2 separate regions of the Mus musculus genome follow, and region 1 is linked to region 2. The links are chromatin contacts, called in public Hi-C maps. All regions are on one chromosome and are shown on one strand. Each heading gives the region's core, a stretch centred on a gene start, on an enhancer-like site or on the middle of the called end of the contact. The rest is flanking DNA. Distances are from core to core; before and after follow the strand shown.

Region 1 (5,420 bases), core at 1,636-4,135, 120 kb after region 2:
TAACCCCTAATAAGTTATTTTTTTAATACTATGTAACACAATAAAGTTTATAATCCTATAGAAAAGATTACAGAAGTAAAATTTATTTCTACTCAAAATAAACCCAATTCTTTCTCTTCTTAAACTGAGTTCCACGGGAATAATGTAAAATCTCTTCCATAAAACTTTTGTGAGTACATACACTCCTGCCTGTGTCCCTGTGGATGTCATCTTCAGGAACACCGTCCACTTTAAGATAAGATCTTTCATTGGCCTGGAGCTTGCTGAGTGGGGTCTACTCCACGTGCTCCCCAGGTGCTGGATCATAAGCATATAAAGTCCACCAGTTCTAGGGCAAGGACTCAGGCTCTCTGGAGCACTTTACAGAAAGCCCTCTCTTTAGAAGTTTCTCACTCCCCATTTTTATGAAATGGATTTTAGTCTTTGAGACTGTTTCTATGATAAGGACAGTGGCATGCCGTGGGCTAGCCTTGTCAGTTCCAGGCCCTGGTCACCTGAGCTGAGGACACTCACCTTGTCATCATGTGGATCATCGACAGCTAAGTCTTGTAAGTCATGAGCTAAAACCTGCAGGGACGGAGGTTCTTTAACAACATCTAAAACCCGCTGTCCACCTCTTGGTTTCTGTGGGGGTTTTTTCACAGGTTCATCTTTTGGTTTTCCTTTCTTTCCTTTCTTCCCCTTTTCTTCTTTGTTCGAACCTGCAGACTTTCAATTCATCAGGGGGAAAAGTCAATGTAATTATGATTAGTACTACTAATAATGGACCTTTATGTTGTGAATCTCAGCCAGCTTTTATTTTCCTTACGTTTGGGTGTATGTTTCTGAGTGTAGGGCCACACGTGGAGTTGACGCGCAGGAGTTAGTTTTCTCCTTTGAACATGTGGGTTAGGAAGTGAGCTGCGGCTTGGCGAAAGCGCCTTTGCTCACAGAGGCGTCTCAGCCCAAACACTGCTAAGGTTTTGAATGTCCCTCACAGCCTAGAAGAGAAATGATTCTAGATGATACTCACTGCCAGCAACTTCATAATAAGTTCACGATCTTCATCATCCTGGTCTTTGTATTTTTCCTTCATTTTTTTCATTTTACTCTGAAATCAGAAGATTTGAAAAAAAAATCAGCAGTAAAGCCTATTTTTAAAATGCCTCTTTCATTCTATCAAATACGCTTTTGAACAAGGTGCCAAGCATTATAAAGAACAATATGGAACACAGGAAGATGGATATGCCATAGCCCTCATCCTTAAGGAATTTGCCACAATGGGACAGAAGGCATACATACAAGTAACGGTAAATCAACACAACGTTTTTTTTTAAGTGTCTTTAAATAAGTCTGGCTCACTGCCCACCCACTGTCTGTGAGCCCTCTCCCTTCTTGGGCCCCTGTGCAAGAATAGTAACAGGTATAGTAAATTCTTGAGAGGGTGGAGGGTTGGGACTGAACAGGCTTGTCTAGGTGGCTTCACTTGGTGACCCAGGTTGTTGATGACACACTGGCAGCCCTCCTGCCAGGACATGGATTTTCTGTTTCCTGCTTCCCACCATCTCAAGCAAATAATGCCCCGCCATCGGTCCTGCCGCAGTGAGAACATGAAATCTACTTCACAATGACTGCCTTGTCTAACCTTCAAATCCCAGTCTAGCAACAATGAAGGAGGCATTCTCTACCATCTCAGTGCTAGTTGGTACTTAGGATCTCAGCTATGTTCAGCATCAGGAAGTCTGTATGTGTAGGTGGAAGCCCTTCCCAGATGAACACCTTCATCTGGAACACTCTTACTTTTCCAGCTAATTTTCAGTCACAGAATTGGAAAAAAAAATCCTTGTACATACTCTATTTTACTTAAAAATGATTTTGCCAGGCAGTGGTGGCACATGCCTTTAACCCGAGCACTTGGGAGGCAGAGACGGGCAGATTTCTTAGTTCGAGGTCAGCCTGGTCTACAAAGTGAGTTCCAGGACAGCCAGGGCTATACAGAGAAACCCTGTCTCGAAAAACAAACAAACAAACACACAAACAAATTATTTTATGTCTATGGGTGTTTTGTCTGCACGTGTATCTATGTACCACTTACATGCCTGGTACCACACGGAGACCAGAAAGCATGCTGGATCTCCTGAACTAAAGGTAAGAGTTGCCGGCTGTGGTGTAAGTGCTGGGACTGAAGCCGCGTCCTCTGGAAGAGCAGCCAGCCCGTTCTATTGCACTTTTACACTTTACAAAACCAAGAGGAGCCCCTCAGCTTCGCTTGTGAGCCATACTGAACTAAAAGATCATTTACAAGTTGATTTCTTACCTTCTGTCCTCTTTTCATTGGCTGTCCAGCTGCCACATTTTTGCTTGTGTTTTGGTAAGCTTCAGTGTGCACAGCACTTTCTCTCTCTTTGTCCTTTTCTTCTATCACTTCTAAATCCCCTGACTCACATGGGAGCTTTTTCTTTTTCATTTCTCTACATACAAATCAAGCAGAAATATCAAATTTTAAGAATGTCAAATGTGTCCTAAAAACTGTAAAAGGAAAAGGGAAGATGTAAAGTGTGTGGTAGCCTCTCCTTAGCTTGATAATCACACCAAAGCACTATATATAACGAGGCTTAAATAACCCCAGACTTAAAAATATTATTGGCTTATCCTTCCTCAACTCCACATTCACTTATTCAGCTAACCACCCTGATGTGCAGACACTGGGGTTTGCAGTGTTCTATGAGCAAGGCTCTGCCACATCCTAGGCACTGGTGAATGGGATAAACAAGTGTTTCCAAATACAAACCTGTTAAAGAAGAAGGGTGTACTCTGCTGCCTTGGCATCTGATCTCAGTGCTGCTGTCTCAGCCCAGGCCCTCACTGCCTGCCAGATTTCCTCTGTATCCTTATAACCTCCCTTCCCAGACTTCCCTTAACCTTCTGTTTCCTTATCTAGGTTGAGTTATGCAGCCTGGCAGACAGCTCTGTACAAGGTCACTCTGAGACAAGGCCACTGACCTGAGTCTCTGGACAAAGAGGCAGAGATGGGAAGCCCCACTGAGAAAGGGAGCCCCTCACTGTGTGCAGAGCTCAGACAACCAACCTGCCATGGAGGACTATGACCTAAATTGCAAGGTTCTCCAACACTTAGTCATTCCATGTTCTCTTATTTTTAATTTCCTTCTAACCTAAACAGCTATGATTTTTATAACATATACATAAACTTTCCTTTTCTTTCATCTCAAGTCTATTTATTATTTCACCAAAGCATTTTTTTTAAGATTTATTTATTATATGTAAGTACACTGTAGCTGTCTTCAGACACTCCAGATCTCGTTACGGATGGTTGAGAGCCACCATGTGGTTGCTGGGATTTGAACTCCGGACCTTCAGAAGAGCAGTCGGGTGCTCTTACCCACTGAGCCATCTCACCAGCCCCAAAGCATTTTTTTTTACATCCAAACTTTTTTGTCCTCGTTGTAATGCTAATTCTCCTTGGAGTCTTTTACCCTCATGTACCTAACTGCTAAAATATCTAAGGTATATTTCTTATGTGTGTACATGAAGAGCCCAGAGGAAGATGTTGTGTGTTTTGTTCTATTAAACTCTATCTTATCCTGAGATAGGATCACCCACTGAACAAAGTTTGCCAAGTCTTTTTGGTTTCTGACTGGGCTGGCTGGCCAGCAAAAACAAAGAATCCTGTTTTTCCTCCCAGTGCTGAGACAACAGCTAGCTCACTGCGTGCTCAGCTTTGTGTGGGTACCGGGGCTCTGCACTCAGGGTCCCGTGCTCACATAACAAATACTGTACCTAGCCGTTGGTCCCCAGGCTTAGGTTTTATACAAAAATGTCCTGATTAATTTCAATTTATTTATTCTTATTAATATCTTAGAATTAAAGGGGGAGAAAAGAAAACGGCAAGAGCATGTAAAAGGGAAAGGGGAAATAAGACCAAGGAGGCTGGAGAGATGGCTCAGCAGTTAAGAGCATCAACTGCTCTTCCAGAAGACGCAGGTTCAATTCCCAGCACCCATCTGATGTTTCCCAACTGTCTGTCTATAACTCCAACCCAGGGGATGTGACACCTCACACAGACAAATGTGCAGGTGACACACCAATGCACAGAAAATAAAATTCATTCATTTTCACAACCACTATAAATGAATAATTGAATTTTTTTTTTTTTACAAAATCAGTGTTATGGCCAGGCGGTGGTGGCACATGCCTTTGATCCCAGCACTTGGGAGGCAGAGACAGGTGGATTTCTGAGTTCTAGGCCAGCCTGGTCTACAGAGTGAGTTCCAGGACAGCCAAGGCTATACAGAGAAACCCTGTCTCGAAAAACCAAAAAAAAAAAAAAAAAAAAAAAAAAAAAAAGATTAAGTTATTTTATATATATGAGTACACTGTAGATGTCTTCAAACATACCAGAAGAGGGCATCAGATATCATTACATTTATTATTTATTATTCTGTGTTTATGATGTGTGAACACATGCTATTTGGTACACACGTGGAGGTCAGAGGACAACCTTCAGGAGTCCGTTCTCTAATGCTATAGGAGCTGGGAGTGAACCTGGGCTAGCGGGCTGGTACAGCAAGCATTTTTACCACGGAGTCATCCCACCACCCAGCTGTGGGTTTTAAGCCAGGACTAGGTGATGTAACACATTTACCTTCTCTCCTTGGCTGACAAATGTCTTCGGCCCTGTGATTTACTGTCATTCTATTAAAACAAAAGCAAGGAACCATGAGAATACTATTACATTTCAAAAGAAAATATTCAGAAGAACATTAAAAAAAAAAAGCATAACTTCAAGTATAGCTTACTGAGTTCAAAGACTCTTCTCTTGGAGCCAGTTTCTGTAGAGGCCTATGAAAACAAAAGATTTACTAACCTATTAAAGCCATTCAGTTGCAAAGTCATAATGTAATCCTCTATCTTACTTATAATCCTACAAATCTTCAAATTTGGCAAAATACAACCGAAGCACCTTCCCGTACTTGTATATACACTCTTCAGAAGAGTGCTAAGTCTTTTCTTTTGGAGACCAGCTGTCCTTAAACCCCCTATATAACTGGGATGACCCTGAACGCCTGCTCTTCATATCAGCACCACACACACTTGCAGAGCTGAAATCTCTGTGCCAGATACTGCTAGATGCTATGCACTGATATCTCCACCAAATTCCTGTGAAGGGAAATCCATTTTCTAAGATAGAAATCAATGCTTAAACACAGAGGAGCTTGGCTAAGGAGATACCCTCAGACTTTCTACATATCCAGTTCCAGGCTAGCCAGAGCTAGACAGTGAAATCTTGTCTCAAATAACAACAAAAACCAAACAAGAACAACGTTCTATTCACTTGGTGGTAAGACAATGAAGACTAAAACATCAACTTTTTTTGTTGTTTAAAATGAGACTGTTGTTAAAACTATTTTCTTTTTGTTGAA
Region 2 (5,023 bases), core at 1,693-4,192:
CAGGGCAGCCAAGGGTCTAGAGAGACATTCAGGAAAAGAGCGTGAGAACCAAGAGTGGCACTTGGAGAGACACTCTAGAACATGGGTGTGGGCTTTTCAAAGAAGTCACCATATGTTTTATTCCTAAGAATTGAAATACTTTAGTGTATATAGTTATATAGTATAGAGTGAAATATTTTATGTGTATAGAGTTACTTAAACTAGTTTTTAAAAAAATATTTATTTTATTATTATTTTTGAGAATTTCAGAGTTGTATACTGTAATTATATAGTTTCCATCCATCCCTCTTCCTCTTCAATTCCTCCTGTGGACACCCCATTCCTGTAACTTTAATTTTTTAAAAGATTTATTTATTTATTATATATAAGTACACTGTAGCTGTCTTCGGACACACCAGAAGAGGGCATCAGATCTCATTTCAGATGGTTGTGAGCCATCATGTGGTTACTGGGATTTGAACTCAGGACCTCTGGAAGAGCAGTCAGTGCTCTTAACCATTGAGCCATCTCTCCAGCCTAACTAAGTAGTTTTACAACACAAGATTTCTCAACTATTAATAGAGAATTTAAACATCACTATCACCCAAATCCAAACACCATATAATTTGTTTATATTCAGTCAAGTGAGATTTAGCCATTTAACCATATTTAAACTAATTTATAAGATTGGTTCAGTGTTACCTCAAATAAAATTATCTTCTGTGCTTTTATTTAAATAATATTGTAATTACAAAGTAAAGATTATTAGGTGGTCCAAAGAGGGGGGACAAAAATTAGAGATATGTTTCAAGTTATGTTCAATTAAATTAAACAATATTTGAATTTGCAAGAGAACTAATGGATTAGAATAATTTTATATTTAGAGCAATTTGCCTTGCTAACATTTGAGATTCATGGTCTTATATTCATTCATTTATTACCTCTGCTTCATTCTGAAAAAAAGATACACCAAATATTTTGAATTCTCAGGAATTCAAGGAAATATCTATATGGAAATGGTAACTACAGAAAATTCATATTTATCCTAATGACTGATTTTATTATGAGTGGCTGAATTCACTGGCCCTAAAACTTAGTTACTACTTAGGGTGTAAATAAATATGTATTTAGTACTTTTTATGTGTAAAGTGACAATTCTGGCCTTGAAAGCCACGAGTCTCTCTATGACTAGTTTCATAAAAACATATATAGTAATGAAATTACTGTATGTCTCACTACTCCCAATTTTCTTTTTTTTTTAGGACTGTGTCTCACTATAAAACTGGCCTCAAGCTGGGTGTGGTGGCACACGCCTTTAATCCCAGCACTCCGGAGGCAGAGGCAGGCGGATTTCTGAGTTCAAGGCCAGCCTGGTCTACAGTGTGAGTTCCAGGACAGCCAGGACTATACAGAGAAACCCTGTCTCGAAAAACCAAAAAAAAAAAAAAAAAAACTGGCCTCAAACTCATAATCCTCCTGCCTCAGGCTCCTGAACGTTAGGGTGTAACGCTCCTGAACGCATCATTATGTCCGATACTTGGGGCTTGATACAGTATAGTATAAAATAAAAGAACGGGTTTTATGATCCCATTAGCCCCATCACAGGTGATAATAATTAATGGTATAATTATAATAAATCTACTTAAGTCTTCAAATATGCCTTAATCCCACTGTGATTTAGAAAAACATCTAGAAGAAGTGAACTGTTTTGGCAGGCTGGAGCTCAGAGCTCAGGGTTGAACAGTCTACAAAGCTATTGTTGTCTGTGACAACTTGACTTTCTGGGAGGCTGCAGGCCAACACTCTGCCACCGAACTACACCTTAGCCTCTTCACTGTTGCAGTTTACATATAACTTTGATATAAACCTCAAACAAAATTACCAAGTGCCCAATCCACACACACACTTGTTTTTTTGAGACAAGATCTTACTAACTATAGTTATAACCTTTTTCTCAGGAGAGACTGAACCCTCAATTTCTTGCATACATTTCCAGAAGTCTAGAGAGAAGTCACTAAAATCCACTGGTTTTCTAGTCGGTGGACCCCGAGTAAACAGGTGTAATACGGGTCAACCGTGAAGGCTTAAGAGCATCCTTAGGATAGAATACGTGCAATCTTCTCTTTGAGAATGAGCTTAGCCTGCACTGTCATCGTATGAATAGATAGAAAATATTTGTTTATGTGCCTGTAACAAAAAATGTTTAAAGTAAGATAGAGTATTTCAAATAGTGAGAACGGTTACCTCCAAAGACTCCTTGTTCAAGCCACAATACCACTCTCGCCAAAGTCCGTGGCTCTCTGGAGATTTTGCCAGTACTATGACTGCATTATTTAAAGAAACGCTAGTCTCGGGTTCTCTGGTACTCAACTTATTCTCTGGAGCAAACTGCAAAGTGCAGGAATAACCCGAGTCTTGTGTAGAGAAGCACAATTCGTAACCGACGGGGCTTAGATGTCCGTGAAGAGTTTGTGGCAGAATCCCAGGCACTTGGATGAGCAAAGTCAAGGAGTCTTCGTCCTGATTACACTGTAAAGGAGGGCACACGGGTGCGATGCTCTCGGTTCCGGGGTCACCCATGGCTGAGCCCGCGGTGTCGTGGCGGGTCCTCTCCTGCTCCTCATTCGTCTGGACACCGGGGTCTCCGCACAGGGATTCGGTGTCGCCGCCCGGGAAAGCAGAGTAAGGGAGGCTTCGGTCCCCAGGAGAAGTCCCTTTCCCGAGGTCTAGAGGTGCCACCGAGTCCCCTCCGAAGTCCTGCTCCGGTTCGGGAACGAGCTCCCCTTCAGCGTGTGCAGCCCCGGGGTCTGGGGCTCCCACACCGCTCTTCTCCCCGTGGTCAGCTCCGGTTCCATCTGCAGACTCTTCCCGCGCCGCTGCAAAATCGCCCGCGGAAGTGCGGGCTACGTCGTCAGTTCCGGTCTCCTCCGCGGGCTCTTCCGGTGTCGCGGCCGGGGGTTCCTGGCGCGCGTCGGCCAGCGCCACCGGCAGCGTGACCACCAGCTGCCGCCGCGCCTTGTTGTACTGTGCCTTGCCGCGGCCGTCGTCCACCGGGTACGGCAGCGAGAGCCGCAGCCGGTAGTCGGGGTTTCTCGAGTCCAGGCACAGCAGCTTCCCCTTCACCTCCAGCTCCGCCCGCTCGACCGAGCGCAGCAGCGGCAGCTCGATGGTGACCACCAGCTCGTGCGGCACGGTGCTCGGGGCCGCGTCGCGCGAGCAGCGGTAATCCTGGAGGTCTACGTGGTGGCGCTGCACCACGGAGCAGCGCGGCTCCGTGGGCTCTGGGCGCTGCACGGCCTCGGGAGCGGGGGACGCGGGCGAGCGGGCAGTGTTCGCCGCCGCTGCCGCGGGGTAGCGGTATGGATATGGTGGGTCCGGGAAAAGCCCTGGTGGCTCCCCCTCGGGCTGGGCCGGGACGCCCCCGGGTAGGGGCGTGCGGAGCACTGCGGCCTCGGGCATCCCCTTGTACTTGATCTTCAGGGTCTTGGCGTTCCTGCGGTCCAGCCTGACGCCGAACTGCTGCTCCACCGCCTCCAGGGCCGTGGCGTCCAGCATTTCGCGGAAGCGCTCGTGGCTCCGGGCCAGCGCCAGCGCTTCGGGGTGGAAGACCACGTCGTAGACGGTGTAGCGGGCGCCGTTGCGGCCGGCATACTGGCGGCCGGGAGCCAGGCTATAGGGCAGGGACCAGTGGCTGCCAGCTGCCGTGCCGCCGCGCCCCGGGCCGGGCCGGCTGCTAGGTACGCCTACCAGTGAGTTGCTGCACACGTTCACGTAGCAGCGGTGCTCCCCGTCCAGGCTGGTACGCAGCACATGGCCCGGCTCAGGGTGCACGAACCGCACATCCACCCCACGCTCCCGCTCCAGGGCTGTGATCTCCTCCTCGTAGCGCCTCCGGTTCTCGGGGTCCGTGATCTCCGCGGCGTACTCGGAGAACATTCGGCGGAACTCTGGGTCCTGAAAGGCGGAGGTGAACCGCTGCACCTCCTCTCTGCTCAGATCCAAGTCCTCCAGCGCTGAGGAGGCCGCCGCCTTGGCCATGGTGACCCACACGGCCCAATGCCCAGACCCAGTGAAGGATCAGGGTGAATTGAGTGTCTAGGATGCGCTTCAGAGTCTGGCTCATGGAGAACTGACCAGTCCAAGAAGGTAACGGCTGGATTGTCAAGGCCGGGCAGCGCGTGCTTTGTTGCCATAGTAACGCCTGGGAGGAGGGGCAGCGATCTGGTAGAAATGCTAGAAATAGGCTCCACTGTTACTTCAAACCAAGCAGACACTACCTGCTACAGGTTTTAAATTACTGTGTCAGGATACGTGTACTTTGCAGTCTATTGTGGTAACTGTCCTCATCTTCAGCGCTGTGTCTTTATCTTATTAACTGTTTAATTTCACCAACAAGAGAGAAGTTTACTAGCTAATTCACAAACCTAACTTTATCTGACTCTCTTTACTTTGTGGAACCAACGTTAGTAAACCCTTACCATTTTCAGGTATTCCACCTTATAGTTGTCTCCCAGAAACCCTTGGGGGCAAAAGATGACAAAACAAATCCCAGAGATTAATAAGCATCAGAAAGGTGTTCGCTTTTTATAATGTAAATGCAAGCTCTCAAATCACTTAGCAAAATTACAGTTTGTCCTGATCAATTTCCTTGGGTTGAGAATAGAATTTATAACTGCGCTTTTTTTTTAAACTAGATATCCTTAGATTGACTCTGTAGTCTCTTAACAATGCTCCACTAGGAACCAATGCAGCAGATGTAGTAGTTACATAATGGAACTTTACTGTGCCAGACTATAGAAACTTGGTTTTGTTACAGGGCTAGGTGTGGGATCCAGGACTTCCCACCTGTGGCCTGAGCTGTACCACTGAGCCACACACCCAGGTCTAGGGTATGGTTACTTATTGATTGCTGGGCAGTCCCAGACCTGTTTTACAAGTGCAGCATTTAGCAGTTTATACTGGCATTACTGCAATCACAAGACCTTTCCCAGGCTTCTCTCTTATGCCTCCTCCTTTTGTGGGAGGGAATGTCCACAGAACCACA

Evidence for each region. Hi-C and Micro-C count contacts between places; a contact is called where the count stands out from the background.
Region 1: a Hi-C map of Sertoli cells shows a contact between it and region 2, with 2.3 times the contacts expected there. The contact joins the enhancer-like site here to the promoter of 9330151L19Rik in region 2. A contact is called at or near these places in 25 of 39 promoter capture datasets (the 3T3-L1 cell line, 3T3-L1-derived adipocytes, the C10 cell line and 17 more), 3 of 15 datasets of contacts at CTCF or cohesin (the NIH/3T3 cell line and large pre-B cells), 40 of 484 Hi-C or Micro-C datasets (the 3T3-L1 cell line, B cells, the C10 cell line and 30 more), 24 of 115 datasets of contacts at active chromatin or transcription factors (the 230-238 cell line, the NIH/3T3 cell line, the SCID.adh cell line and 14 more) and 5 of 9 other capture datasets (adipose tissue, embryonic stem cells, liver and 2 more).

The regions. Positions count from the first base shown.
Region 1 is chr12:69,315,731-69,321,150 of GRCm38.p6, forward strand. It overlaps Nemf (nuclear export mediator factor), which reads right to left. Exons shown (of 33, transcript NM_025441.3): 24 at 4,797-4,839; 25 at 4,643-4,692; 26 at 2,297-2,450; 27 at 1,013-1,090; 28 at 514-708. Among named protein-coding and RNA genes, the nearest start is that of Klhdc2, 22 kb to the left of the region's middle. Within about 2 kb of position 2,886, at least 13 of the 459 cell types and tissues checked have an H3K27ac peak or open chromatin away from gene starts, as enhancers often do. A contact at or near this core is called in Sertoli cells and granulosa cells, where this site is marked.
Region 2 is chr12:69,194,269-69,199,291 of GRCm38.p6, forward strand. It overlaps 9330151L19Rik (RIKEN cDNA 9330151L19 gene), which reads left to right and starts at 2,943. Exons shown (of 2, transcript NR_033222.1): 1 at 2,943-3,347; 2 at 3,460-5,023. Dnaaf2 (dynein, axonemal assembly factor 2) reads right to left here and starts at 4,161. Exons shown (of 3, transcript NM_027269.4): 1 at 2,224-4,161. The coding sequence starts at 4,017.